Linked DNA regions of Triticum aestivum: region 2 is linked to region 1. Evidence: chromatin contacts called from public Hi-C data. All regions are on one chromosome and are shown on one strand. Each heading gives the region's core, a stretch centred on a gene start, on an enhancer-like site or on the middle of the called end of the contact. The rest is flanking DNA. Distances are from core to core; before and after follow the strand shown.

What was found. Hi-C and Micro-C count contacts between places; a contact is called where the count stands out from the background.
Region 2: a Hi-C map of leaf shows a contact between it and region 1, with 8 times the contacts expected there. The contact joins the promoter of LOC123046527 here to the promoter of LOC123046525 in region 1. A contact is called at or near these places in 3 of 5 Hi-C or Micro-C datasets (all in leaf).

What each region holds. Positions count from the first base shown.
Region 1 is chr2B:655,590,458-655,596,951 of IWGSC CS RefSeq v2.1, reverse strand. LOC123046525 (60S ribosomal protein L7-2) reads left to right here and starts at 4,113. Exons shown (of 7, transcript XM_044469924.1): 1 at 4,113-4,286; 2 at 4,374-4,553; 3 at 4,989-5,086; 4 at 5,184-5,241; 5 at 5,344-5,423; 6 at 5,829-5,931; 7 at 6,009-6,494. The coding sequence starts at 4,374. The coding sequence ends at 6,224.
Region 2 is chr2B:655,919,137-655,925,630 of IWGSC CS RefSeq v2.1, reverse strand. LOC123046527 (calcium-transporting ATPase 5, plasma membrane-type) reads right to left here and starts at 2,915. Exons shown (of 34, transcript XM_044469926.1): 1 at 2,596-2,915; 2 at 713-829; 3 at 573-630; 4 at 226-326; 5 at 22-153. The coding sequence starts at 2,745.

The sequences.
Region 1 (6,494 bases), core at 2,864-5,363:
AGAAACGGGCCCCAGTCCGTTGGACGACTCTCGTCCAACATCATTGACTGGTGCCTCCTTAGCGCCCGAGTTGTCATCTCCCTCATGCATGTCTACATCAGTCCCATTGACGGCCTCAGCGAACAGATCCTCATCCTCAAACTCGATCACAAGGTTATAAATCTGGCCTCTATATGACCACTTGACCACATCAGGCACAAACTCAATATCCAGAACACTGACCAGCAGTCGGGCTACCCCGTGAGCTCGGGTAAGAGCCATATCCACTCTCTCAGTTTTCCCCACCATAATGCCCAAGCTAGCCACGACTCTAGCATCCTGCATCATCTTCGAGGGAGCCCCAGAAAAACGTAACAAAACCTGAGTAAGAGGCTTGCCCTGAGGCTCGACCTTCTTCCACTCGTGGAACTCGAGGATACATTCTGTGCCAGGTACTCTGCACAACCCAAAACTCAAAGGAAACTCAACCCTAAACATCTTGGCCTCGAGACTAATGAGCTCCCACTGGAAGTCACCTGGAGCTAACTCCTTAAGCCTCTGCACAATCTGGGTCTGCGAGACATCTCCTTTGGTTACTTTCACCACCCTAGTGGTCATACTCTGGGTCTCCTTGGGAATCTCCCTCGCACTAGGAGACTCAAAGAACGTGAGCTCTGCACAACACACTCCATACATAGTAAGAGACGACATCTGATCACACAAAATAGGGCAGTCCCCCATATCATGTGCCGGCTTGCCACAAGTATCACATAGTTCAACCACGCAATCGGCAATAAAATGACCCTTCTCTCCACAACGATAGCACAACATCTTCTCTTTCTTGCGCGCCTACTTGGATGCCCTATCCGAATCAGCTCTGTCTGCCGCCTCCACTGAAGCAGACGTTGTAGTCTCAGTCCCAGGTATCTCAGCGTTGGCGAGCGCCGTCACCACATCCATAGCCTGATCGGATAGAACGGGCGACTCGGCAGCCCCGGCGGCAGCCGTCTGCTCGACGACTACAGGTGGAGGAGGCTGCCGTTGACGGAAATGACCACCTCGACCGTGTCAACCACCACGATGACCGCGGTATCCGCCCCACTGCCGATATTCTGGGCCAGACGCCCCCTCAACAAAACCACCCGGAGGACCGAGAAAAGGTCTCTCGGCAGTACCATCACTCTGCCAAGCATATCCGCGGCCACCACCCATCGACGACGAACCACGGTGTTGGCCATCACCATAAGCATTGTACCCATCATCACCCCATTGTCCCCGGGGCGGTCCGCTAGTGCCACTATTAGCTGGGTCACAGGGCACACCCGTCCCTCCATTAGCAGCCCGAGGTGGCAGTGCATAAGTCTGAACCGGCCCAGGCCGCTTCTTCGTCGTCCTCGCGACGTGGTGCAGCGACGGTGCAGCCCGAGGCTGTTGGCCAGGCGCCGGGCCAGGCACGAAGGCATCCTTAGGCTGCGGCGGCCATGTCCCTTGCGCAGCACCGCCCCGTCCCGCAGCCGCACCCGGTCCCTGCGGCGGTGGACGAGGCCCAAGAGCTGACCCGCGGTGGTCACCGCCGGAACTTGCACCGGCGGCCTCTGCCCACCACGTCCCGCGGCAACGAGCGCAGCACCGGCCACCACCGGATGACCAGACGATGCTCCGGCACCACGTCCGACTCCAGCCGTCGGAGACCTCATACCCGGCATGCCTCCACCGCGACCAGCATCGGCCGGTGCAGTCCCAGCAGCACCCATGTTTTCCTGTCCAGTCTACGCGCCATCACCACGGCCAACCGGCACGGTCCCGGCCGGGTGCTTCGGTCCAGCTGGACCCCCTCCACGCCCCACCATGGCAGCGAGGGGCGGGATACGGGCAGCCCGGCCAACCCCACACCTACGTATCCTGGGAACCGCGCGAGCACGACGAACCTTAGGCGGTGGCGGACGTGTAGATCGAACAGGAGAAAAACGATCTGGCGAAACGCATGAGGCTACGTGCTTCGTAGCGACGAGCAGCGTTGCCTGGGCCTCATGCCCAGGAACGACCAGCTCGCCTCGCCTCGCCTCGCAGCTGGCATACTGGGCCACATACCCAGACATGTCAGCGCAGGCCCGCTCAGCTGCCGGCCCAGGAGAGCCCAGTAACTCATTCAAACGCAGCTCCCTGGCCGCTCGGATCTGAGCCGCCGTGCAGGTCGCCGGCGCCGGCTGCGCCGTCACCGGCCGGCCTTTCCTTTTCTTCTTTCTAGTCACACGCGCCCAAGAATCCAGCAGGAAGAAATCCGACAACGTGATAGGCTGGATGCATACCTTGGGTACTGGCCCTTTCCATGGCCGGAGTGCGGCGGCCGCCGTCCTCCGGTGAACCAAACGTCGAACTATCTCCACCTTATCCTCGGGATTCATTCCCTCCCGCGCCGGATCGTTGCATGGCACGACATCGTCCACAATCATGACCACTTCCTCCTCCGAATAGCCGGGATTGAAAGCTTCACAGATCGTGTCGGATGGCGTTGGCGAATACGACTCCGGCGAAACTCCGGCGCAGATCCCGTCGTCGTCATCCTCATCGTCGGACTCTGCAAGCGCCCAAAACCGACCGCCGACGTGCCCACGCCCAGGGCCGGCGGGAGCCGCCGTCTTCGCGGCGGTCGCCACCGGTATCGCCCGCGTTGCCCGCGTCGTCATTGCAAGAAAAAACTTGCTCCATTTTAAAACCGAAGTGCATATTTTTCCATATCTCATTCCAACTCTTATAGTAAATCACTTCACGAAAAAGAACTCTTTTATTACAGTGACCTATCATTAAATAGTTTTGGAATCTTTGTAGCTACACGATGATAAGTCACCACATGACTTATGTGTTTCCTTGGGAAGGTTAACGCCATTATAAGAAAATGAAGTTGAACTATTAACCATGTTGTAATCCTGACTGGGATACAAGAACTGGGGTAAAAACTATACCTTACAAGCCGAAAAGTTTAATTGCAGTGATCCACCATGCAAACATAACTAACTAGTGGAGCATTTGTTTTTTCCCTCAGAAAATTGAAGTTGTGCAAGATTGATCGACAAAATAGTCTTATTGTTTTAAGTCAATACGTGTAGCGGTGTAAATACTAGGCAATGGGTGGAGTTTCGTATTTCCTTTACCAGTAGAGTACAGTTCGTCAGTGTAAATTGCTAAGTGCAAAGATAGATCGAATTTGGTTAAGTCCACATGTTAGATTGAGTTCAATGTGCCTAATCATGCGTATGTTCAGTGTGGTGCGTTTAGAGAAAACAATGTTTGCTCTTTTATAAGTATAGAGATAAAGGGTTCAACCACTAGATATGTGGATTCAGGGCTGGTTCTTAGGGGCACGTGCATGAAGATTTTCCGGCTGTCTATCAACAAGGTCAAGCCAGCTTCGGTAGGGTAGCGGCGACAACGACGCGTCGACGGCTCATTCCGGTGACTGTAATGGTTGCTCAATGATCCGGAGATCTCAATGTAATTTTAATTATGTTGAGATACTTTGTACTTCTGATAAACTTTTATAATACTCTAGTGAATTATGGAAACCTTTCAAAGCAACTCGCTTTAATGGTTACTATTCTACAAAATTCATCGTAGAACATCCCCGTGTGCATTCAAATGAACTTTAGTTTGTGCATGCAAAAAACATCAATTGGTTTACTCTTCTTTTCTGAGAAAATTTGATTCTCCTTTGTACATATTGCATTTAATTTTTCGAGGGGTTCCATTCAAATGGTTCAAATCCAAGTACTCCTTATGTTCCTAACTTAATTTGTTTTGATAGTTCAAATTAAACTAACAAAACGACTTATATTCAGGATCACAGGGAGTATATTATATTGCGAAAACATTGGTTACACCGACCCCAGAAGTTGTCGAAATCTGCCTTCATGGGCTAACAAAAGTTACTCCCTCTGTAAGTACTATCTAAACGCTTTTATATTTCTCTACGGAGGGACTACAGGTCTAGTTTTCTTTTGGGTTCCTCCACATTCGCTCAAGTACCAGAAAACCCATTCGCTCGCTATTTATCAAAGTGGAAAAAGAACAAAATACGGAGTATTTGGTAACAACCGCAAACGAAGCAGGGGCCCAAAGCCCACGAAAGCCCGTATGCCATTACCGGTGCCCTGCACACTCCATCCAGCCACTCGCAACCGTCGGATCCGCCCCACGAACCCTAGCAAGCGAGATCCCCCCTACTTAATCCGCGCACTCAACCCCGTCACCGCCGCCGCCTCTCCCCATACCCTCGCCGTCTCCTCTCCCACGAAGCGCAGCTCGTCGAGGTAAGCACCGGTCCCCCGAACCCGCCGCTGTCCCCTCCCCGCTTCGATCTAAGCCTGAAGGATCTGTGGTTGATTGCGTCCGCGCAGATGGCCTCCGAGGCGGCGAAGGTGCCGGTGCCGGAGTCGGTGAACTTCAAGAGGAAGAGGGGAGAGGTCTGGGCCGCCGCGAAGAAGCAGAAGGTCGCCGACGAGAAGAAGAAGGACGCGGAGAACACCAAGGTCATCTACGCCCGCGCCAAGGAGTACGCCGGGGAGTATGAGGCTCAGGTCAGATCGCTGCTCATGTCTCGCTCGATCCAATGCCCTTTGCTCGTTTGTGGATGTTGATTAGATTCTTGCTCTGCAAACTTGCTACCTGCGGTCCTACCACTGATTACGTTTTGTATCAACTATATGGTTTACCTTTCTTCAGTCGATAGGGGAAGACTGATCGGAGTTTAGCAGTACCATACGCAAGATATGTTCAAACCTGTCCATTTTCTTGATGCTTTTGTGCTGTGCGTCACTGCTAGACAACCTATGTCCATGTAGAATCTTGCTAGTTGTTTAATTCCAGATTTTTGTTATGCTCTAGTCCAACATACGTACCACTACCACATAGCTGTAATCCAGCTTTAGTGATCATTGAGATGTTGGTGTTTCTCCCTGATGGTATCATTACTGAGTGTGCTCTCAGTAACGAGAACTTTGTTAATTGAGCAGGACAAGGAGCTGGTGCAACTTAAGCGTGAGGCCCGGATGAAGGGTGGGTTCTATGTCAGTCCTGAGGCAAAGCTGCTGTTTGTCGTCCGTATCCGTGGGTAAGGCACCACTTGCCATTTGATCATTGCTATCTGCATTGATTTGGGTTTGTGTTCCCATGGTTTGATGCTAATTTTCTGAAACGTTGCACTACAGTATCAATGCTATGCACCCAAAGACCAAGAAGATCTTGCAGCTTTTGCGTTTGAGGCAGGTGGGTTGATCAATTATTTGGTCCTTTGAATGCACATGTTGCTTGATACATCTACTTCTGAAAATGATTACTGATGCTCACTGCTAAACTTCATTTGTACAGATTTTTAATGGTGTGTTCCTTAAGGTCAACAAGGCCACCATTAACATGCTGCGTCGGGTTGAGCCATATGTTGCTTACGGGTATGTTATCTGTCTACCTTTTGAGTCTTAATTGAATGCATTCCTGTTGTCTTCCTTGTCTCCTAATGTAAAATAAATTGTACCTGGTCTTTTGGTTGGATGAATTTACCACCGTGTTATCTACTGTCTACTAAGCCATTTTACTGCTTCAGGCCAACTTGTTTAGCCACTTGCCAAGTCTTTTGAAAACTTTAGTCTGAAACCTGCACCATCCTTGCTTTATTCACTCCCAAGCAATTATGTTAGTTTAGCTGGTTTTCTTAAATGTTGGTACAAACTATAGGCAATCATTTTTCTCATATGTAGTGCCAACAACCAAGATTTCAAGTGATCCAAGTCAGATCAACTACAGACTTGATATGATATTGCATTGTTGCTGACTAGTATAATTCATGATCTGTGTAGGTACCCTAACCTCAAGAGTGTCAGGGAGCTGATCTACAAGAGAGGTTACGGAAAGCTCAACAAGCAAAGGATCCCTCTGACCAACAACAAAGTCATCGAGGAGGTTTGTTTCTTCAACCATAGACCTGTGCGCGTCTATGGTGCATATCCATGCTAAGTTGAATCATTGCCTCTTACCAGGGTTTGGGGAAGCACAACATCATCTGCATTGAGGACCTTGTGCATGAGATCTTGACCGTCGGCCCACACTTCAAGGAGGCTAACAACTTCCTGTGGCCATTCAAGCTCAAGGCTCCGCTCGGTGGCCTGAAGAAGAAGAGGAACCACTACGTCGAGGGTGGTGATGCTGGCAACCGCGAGAACTACATCAACCAGCTCGTTAGAAGGATGAACTAGGTTGAATGAGCATGATAATAGCCTGTGTTGGAAGGATAAACTTGTTTCACATTAGGAAGCGGATGATGAATATGCATGCGTTTTTTGTATCGAGAACTAGACATGTTTGGATGAAATCCCACATTTCCTCTAGAAATACTAAGTTTTTTAGCTTGTTTTTACTGTGGATCCCAAAAATGCTTTTGGTTTCCGTCCTCTACTATTTTATTTGGTCTTATATTGGCCAAGTTCCTTGCCATATTTGGGCTATAGGCACGCAAATCTTGTACT
Region 2 (6,494 bases), core at 1,666-4,165, 330 kb before region 1:
TATAAGAGAACAATCTCATACCAAAAAGCTTCTTCCTTTCTTGCGAGGGTATGTGTTCGACCCGAATGCATTCTTTCTCGCATCAATATCGGACTCCTCTCCACTGATCCCCTTGTCAGTATCTGTCTTCAGCATATTTGCTAGCCCTGAAATCTGTAGGGAAGGTTACAAGACGCAAACTATGACAGGAAAGTGTGAAGCACACTGACAACAGAATTAGCTCACCCCTTCATACTGCTGTAGAGCAGAGTAGTTATGATCTCTGGTCAGTGCTGTAAGCTGGTCTTCTTTAATTCCAAAGCCAAGAGCACCATCGGCATGAGCTTCTGCAAAAATCATCATCAAAGAAATCCTATCAGAATTTCATGAAACTGATCTGTACATCCCATGATTATAGTCTGAATTCAGTCCGAATTCAGATGACCACTATCGAATGATATATTACATATTAGCAAGTTCCTACAAAGCATTAATAAATTGTCTGCTCAGAATGCTCAAAAGAGCAAACCCAAACGACGACTGTACAGAGCACAGGAAGGACTGGTAAGTGGGTAGGTGAGAAAGGAAATTACCTGGTGCGTCCTTTGTAGTCGTACCGACTCGAGCTGCTTCTTTGAAACGGAATGCGGCCTAAAGAAGGAAATAAGGAAAAATCAGCATAAATCAACTAATCGGCTAAATGAAACAAAGAGAAAACATGACGATGCAATACCCTGATAACATGAGCTTGTGCACGAATTTTTCTTATGACTTCCTCCTTTTGCGCCTCTTTTTTCAAGTCCAATGTGTACCTGAATCGCCTTGATGCATTCAGGACAAGAGCTGCTTGCTGCAGTGGACAAAATCGAAGGGATTATATTCAGAACAGTCTAAAAGATCAGCACTCAATCAACAGCAGTAAGAACCAATGTGTCCAGCCTCCTAAGGAAAGAAGCTCCAGTTACTGACAGCACCCAGAAAAGACCACATTGCGCTAGCAATGGCTTAAATAAAAGGTTGCGCCACCAGCACAAACTTTGTGCAGCATACTGCAAAATTAAACTACAGACTAGACATTGTGTCAGAAACTCCAAGTTTGAAGGAGACCCGATACAACTATATTATCGGACACAACTACAAATTTCCCATCTCCACTCCTTGAAGTTGTTAGTTAGATGCAAACACAATACTACCGTGCAAAAGATTTATTATCAAAATAACTAAAATTGCTGGCAGCCCTAATGGCCAGCAACCACTTCTGCACGTGGCTGCAATGGCCCCGGGTGGGGATCAAACCAACCTACACCCACATATTTCAACAAGTTCCAGCTAATATTTCCTGTTCTAATAAAATTTCTGAATGAGATCCGACAGTTGCGGGCCACCGGTCCCGAACATAATAGAGCTTTATGAAAAGACAATCGCAAAGCAAATCTGGAGGAATCGCACATGATAACAACAGATTGCGTCGTTTTCGAGTGGTATTTGGGAGTATGTAGTACTAGATGAATGAACAGTGTATGTACGGAATTGCGAATATTGTGAATCCGGGCAAGTTTGCAAAAGCTCAAGGACTGCTTGCCGACATGGATGGCGCAAATGTAGCCACTCCGAACAGAAAATTAAATACTACTTCATCTGCAGCAGTCTCGGACCATACTGGTGAGTCAAACATAGGTATGACTACTATCAAATTCGAGACGTCAGAACAATACTACTCCCAAGACGAGCACGTCGGCAGCTCAAAGCACTGCCACGGTTCGACGCGTGGCTACTCCGCTCCACCAATCCAGAATATTATAATGCGCACCTACATCTACAGGGTTCTAAGAAATCGTCAGTGTTCGGAAGAAAAATGCAAAAGCGAGAGCGTATCCCAGAGAAAGGGAACGGAAGCCCAAATCTAACGCAACTTCACGGTCTGCGTCAAAGGCAATAGAACAATTCGAAAGCATTGAGGGCACAGCGCAAAGCCGGTGGAAGCGCGAATCAATTCGCGAAACAGGAAAGAGAAGCCACCCTGAATCAAACCCAAACAAATGGCTCGGTGGGTGGGCTCCGCGCACGCGAAATCGAATCGAAGAACAAAGGCGGCCGACTGACGCATCCGCTCGGTGGAAGCAAAAGCGGAGCGGGAGGCGATGTCTCGGTAAAAATAATTGGACATAAAACTGTGAAGGCAAGCACGGATGCGGAAGGGGGAAAATAGCATGGGAACGGAAGCGTCGGAAGGAGAAAACCCCACTCTCGTCTCCCAACAAGCATCAAAAGCAGGGGAATCGACCTAACCATGTACAGATGCAGGCCCGGGCCAAGAATGCCGAGGCAAAACCGCGGGATTCTGAACCCTAAACTCGGAGACCGGAAAGTAGCTCGTCTCTAAACTAACAGGAGCTAGCGATATATTTGGAATTCAAAACCCTACGCGCGGCATGGAATCCTAGAGAAACTAAGCAAATCTGGAGGAAACGAGCAGTAAAAACCCTCAGGCCACACATTAGAAACGAGCGAGCAGTTCAGAATAAACACCCAAAATTCAGCGCTGCGAGCTCACAGCAGCCGAAACATGTCAGGGGAAAAATAGCTAGCGAAGGAGGAGCGGCGGCGGCGGCTCACCCTCCATTTTTTGAGGCGCTCGACGGGTGCGCCCTTGCCGGGGATGTCGAATGGGTCGCTGCCGCTGCCGCCGCCGCCGCCGCCCACGCTGCCCCAGCTGCCGCTCCGCCGCGCCTTGCTGGCGCCGCCGCCCGACGAGGACGACTCCATCCGCTCCTCCTCACCCGCAGGCCGCGGCACAGCACGCGGCTTCCTTGCGGAGAAGGGAGATATTTCCCGGCGAGCAGTGGATTGGGAGAGAGGGCTTTTGTGAAGGGAGGGCGTCGCTGCCGAGTTCTCCGCTGCCGTTAACCAGCACTACCGTCCAGAGTAGAGTCACGCCGCGGGCGTGCCACCGATTTATATGGGCGGGGTGGGGCAAAAGCCTCGCTGTCCGCTGTCTACTGCCTCTACTGCTCGAATTTTAACACAGGGGCTCGTCGCCACGTACGGGTTTTTCTGGAGGGGTTGGGACGCGTATTCTATCCGGTGGCCCCGATGCGTTTTCAGAAGGAAGGCAACCGGCCTCTCCTTCCTCGATATTATATAGGGTCTGTCTATGTCATATCTCACATCTAACTTTTTCACCCTTAATTTTTTTTTAAAGTCTCTCATGGATTTGTTTTCTTCCTAGGATGAGGGCGTTAGATGTGAGATAATATCTCACATCTTGATGTGAAATAGCAAATCTGATATATATATACTTTTCATATTAAAAATGAGATGGTTTGAAGGAAACAGAAAGATTGTCAGAAGTTCCCATAAACAACAACACGTACCATTGATTTACTGGCTTTTTATAGTATATGTAGTGGAGTTTTTTTAAGATCATTACAGACGCAAACGTCCATACATACGCGCGTACATTCACTCCTATGAACGCATATACGCACACCAAATTCTGATGGACTGGAAATACCACTGTCCCTTTAACCATCCAGTCACAGGTTGGTTCGTTTATAGTATGGTGGATCACAGCCCTATATCTTCCTCAACATGTGTATATATACTTGTATATTAGTAGTATCCAGATACTATGGAAAAAACAAAAAGGTCACAATAACTTCACATAGGAAACAGAGTACACCCTGACCTTTTCTTTTTAGAAAACTTCCGGTCTAATCTCTTTGTTCCTAAATATTTATCTTTCTAGACATTCCAAATAGACTACAACATACAGATGTATATAGACATATTTTAAAGTGTAGGTTCACTCATTTTGCTTCGTATGTAGTTACTTGTTGAAATCTTTAGAAAGACAAATATTTTGGGAATGGAGTGATATTCATCTTCAATCATAATAGTACAACGAACACCAGAAATAATAAAAATTACATCCAAATTCATAGACCACATAGAGAAGACTGCAAGGACTGAAGTGAGGCGAAGGCGTGTCGCCGTCATCGCCCATTCCATCGCAGGAGTCGGGCAAAAGAATTTGACGGTCGGGAAGCCGTCGTGCTAAGACCCCATAGGGCCAGCGCACCAAAACAGCAAATGTCGCCGATGAATAATAACGTAGATCGAAATGTTCCAACCCAAAGACACACAAACGTAGACGAACAACGACGGGATCCGGGCAAATCCACCAAGGAGAGCGCCGGAGACACACCTTCACACGCCCACCAACGATGTTAGGCGCACAGCCGAAACGGGGGCTAGGCGAGGAGACTTTTATTCCATTTTCAGGGAGCCGCCGCCGTCTGATCTTCCTGAGCAGGACACAAACCCTAACAAAACAAAAAGGAACGACAAAAATCGGAGCCCTCCCGCCGGCCCTAGCCAGGATCCACCATGGCCCTAGGTCCACCGAAGACGGCGGACCAGCAACGGCGCCGGCGAGAGGCAGGAACCCTAGCTTTTTTTGGTGGAGGAGGCGGCGGCTCGTGGTTCCAAAAGATGTGTACCGTGACTTAATTGTAGAACTCCCCCGATCCATATTAACTGTTGTTACAACTTTTGGTGTTTTTTTTACCTAGAACAACTCGTTCCAATACTAAACTGGCACAGCGATGCCGCTGGCAACCACAATTGGAATTGGTGCTGTTTTTATTACAACGTTGTACTCGGAGAGAGTAGTTGATCGTAATCGTCATATCATCACAATTGTATCCAAACATAAATGGTTGTTGGATCCAAAGAGGTTAGGTGCATTTGGATCGCCACAATTGTAACCAAACACAGTACATCTACTGATTTTGTTAAAAGTAGCACAGTAATATATATTGTATGCGTGTGAGAGACTAAACATAATAAATGTCATGTTACGCACGGATGCGCAGAGCGTCCAGTTATATTAGTTAAAAAGCAACTCGATGCCAAATAAATAAGCTTAAAACCATATGAAAAAACTTGAAGGGCACCCGCATTGCATCGACTTCATGGCAGCATCTCCATTACCTATCCCAAAATGCTACCACCATGGACCATAACCCATCAACCGGGCGACAAGTGATTTGGCAAAGGGTGTGATACTCCAATGCAATGTCTTACATAAAGAATCGTCATTCACAAACCAATGTTGTTTGGTCCAACCACAAGATCGAACACAGCAATGGTTGTCACCACCGAACCAAGACTTCAAGCCAACTTCTTCGACAAGGAACAACGTGTCGACATCAATGTTGCATGGTGTAGGCTAGATCATGGGTTTCACCCCACGAGAATATAGTCTTGATTCAATTGCGAATATCGCCATCCATCTCGCTATTGACCTGCTAGCTAGCTGGCTCCTGGTGTAGATTTGTTTCGGGTGAGAAATTGCCGAACGAGATATATCAATCATGTCCCTTCCGGTCGGTATTGTACCATTGTCCCGCCGATTCTTGCCAAGCAGGCCACACAAAACGTCATGGTAGTCTCAAATGCCACATGCGCCGTCCAGATACCATATCATGGTACGCTTGGGCCTGGATTAGACCAACCGCTATAAACATTGCTTGTCGTGCTGCAATGTTGCGTCTCCGTGATCTATCGTGACTGCACCATTACACTGACACGACGTTGCTGCCATGAGAGAGATGTGCGGCTTAAACGAGGAGCATTGATGTAGAGTGTGTTTTGCCTAAGGGGAGATAATGTGGATTGGTGATGGTGACGAGGGTTTAGGGCTCCACCCATGTCGCCCCTTTGGGCGAATATGGCTTATTTTCTCAGATTTTCCGATATCAAGATCTCTGATGGGTAGAATTTCTTCAGTGATGCCAGGGCGTATTTAACTTATTTTGTCAGTGAGGGGCATGTTTTACTTAAAACCTAATTTCAGTTGGTTCATGTGAAATTTATACAGTAGTTATCATATTTCTATTCTTTTTTTTGAGGTATTATATTTATATTCGAGTATACACATTTTGTCATGCGAGCCTGGTTTGTTAGATTCTAATTAGTGTGCCCCTGCGGGTGTAAATCAATTCAAAATAACCGAAAATCCAATTTCTATGTAAGACATGTACACAGATTATACATACTCCACTAGTCCCTCCGTCCAAAATAATGGAATCTCTAGAATTGTCCTAAGTCAATCTTCATTAATTTTGATCAAGTCTATGTAAAAACATATCAACATCTTATACAGGGAAAAAAATGTCTACAAAACAAATATACCTTATTAGATTCATTGTGAAATATGTATTTTCATACTACCCCCCGTCCCCAAATAGGTGCCATATAAATTTAGTCAACAAGCCAATGTTTTCTAAGTTTGACCATGTATATATCAAAAAATGAAGATAAACAATATCAAATCAGTATAATTATATCAACCATTAGATATATTTTTGTAATCTATCTATTCAATATTGTACTTTCTCCGTAAAGAAATATAAGAGTGTTTAGATCACTAAAGTAGTGATCTAAACACTTTTACGTTTTTTTTACAGAGGGAGTAGCTGTTTATTTTTTCTATATATTTGGTCAAACTT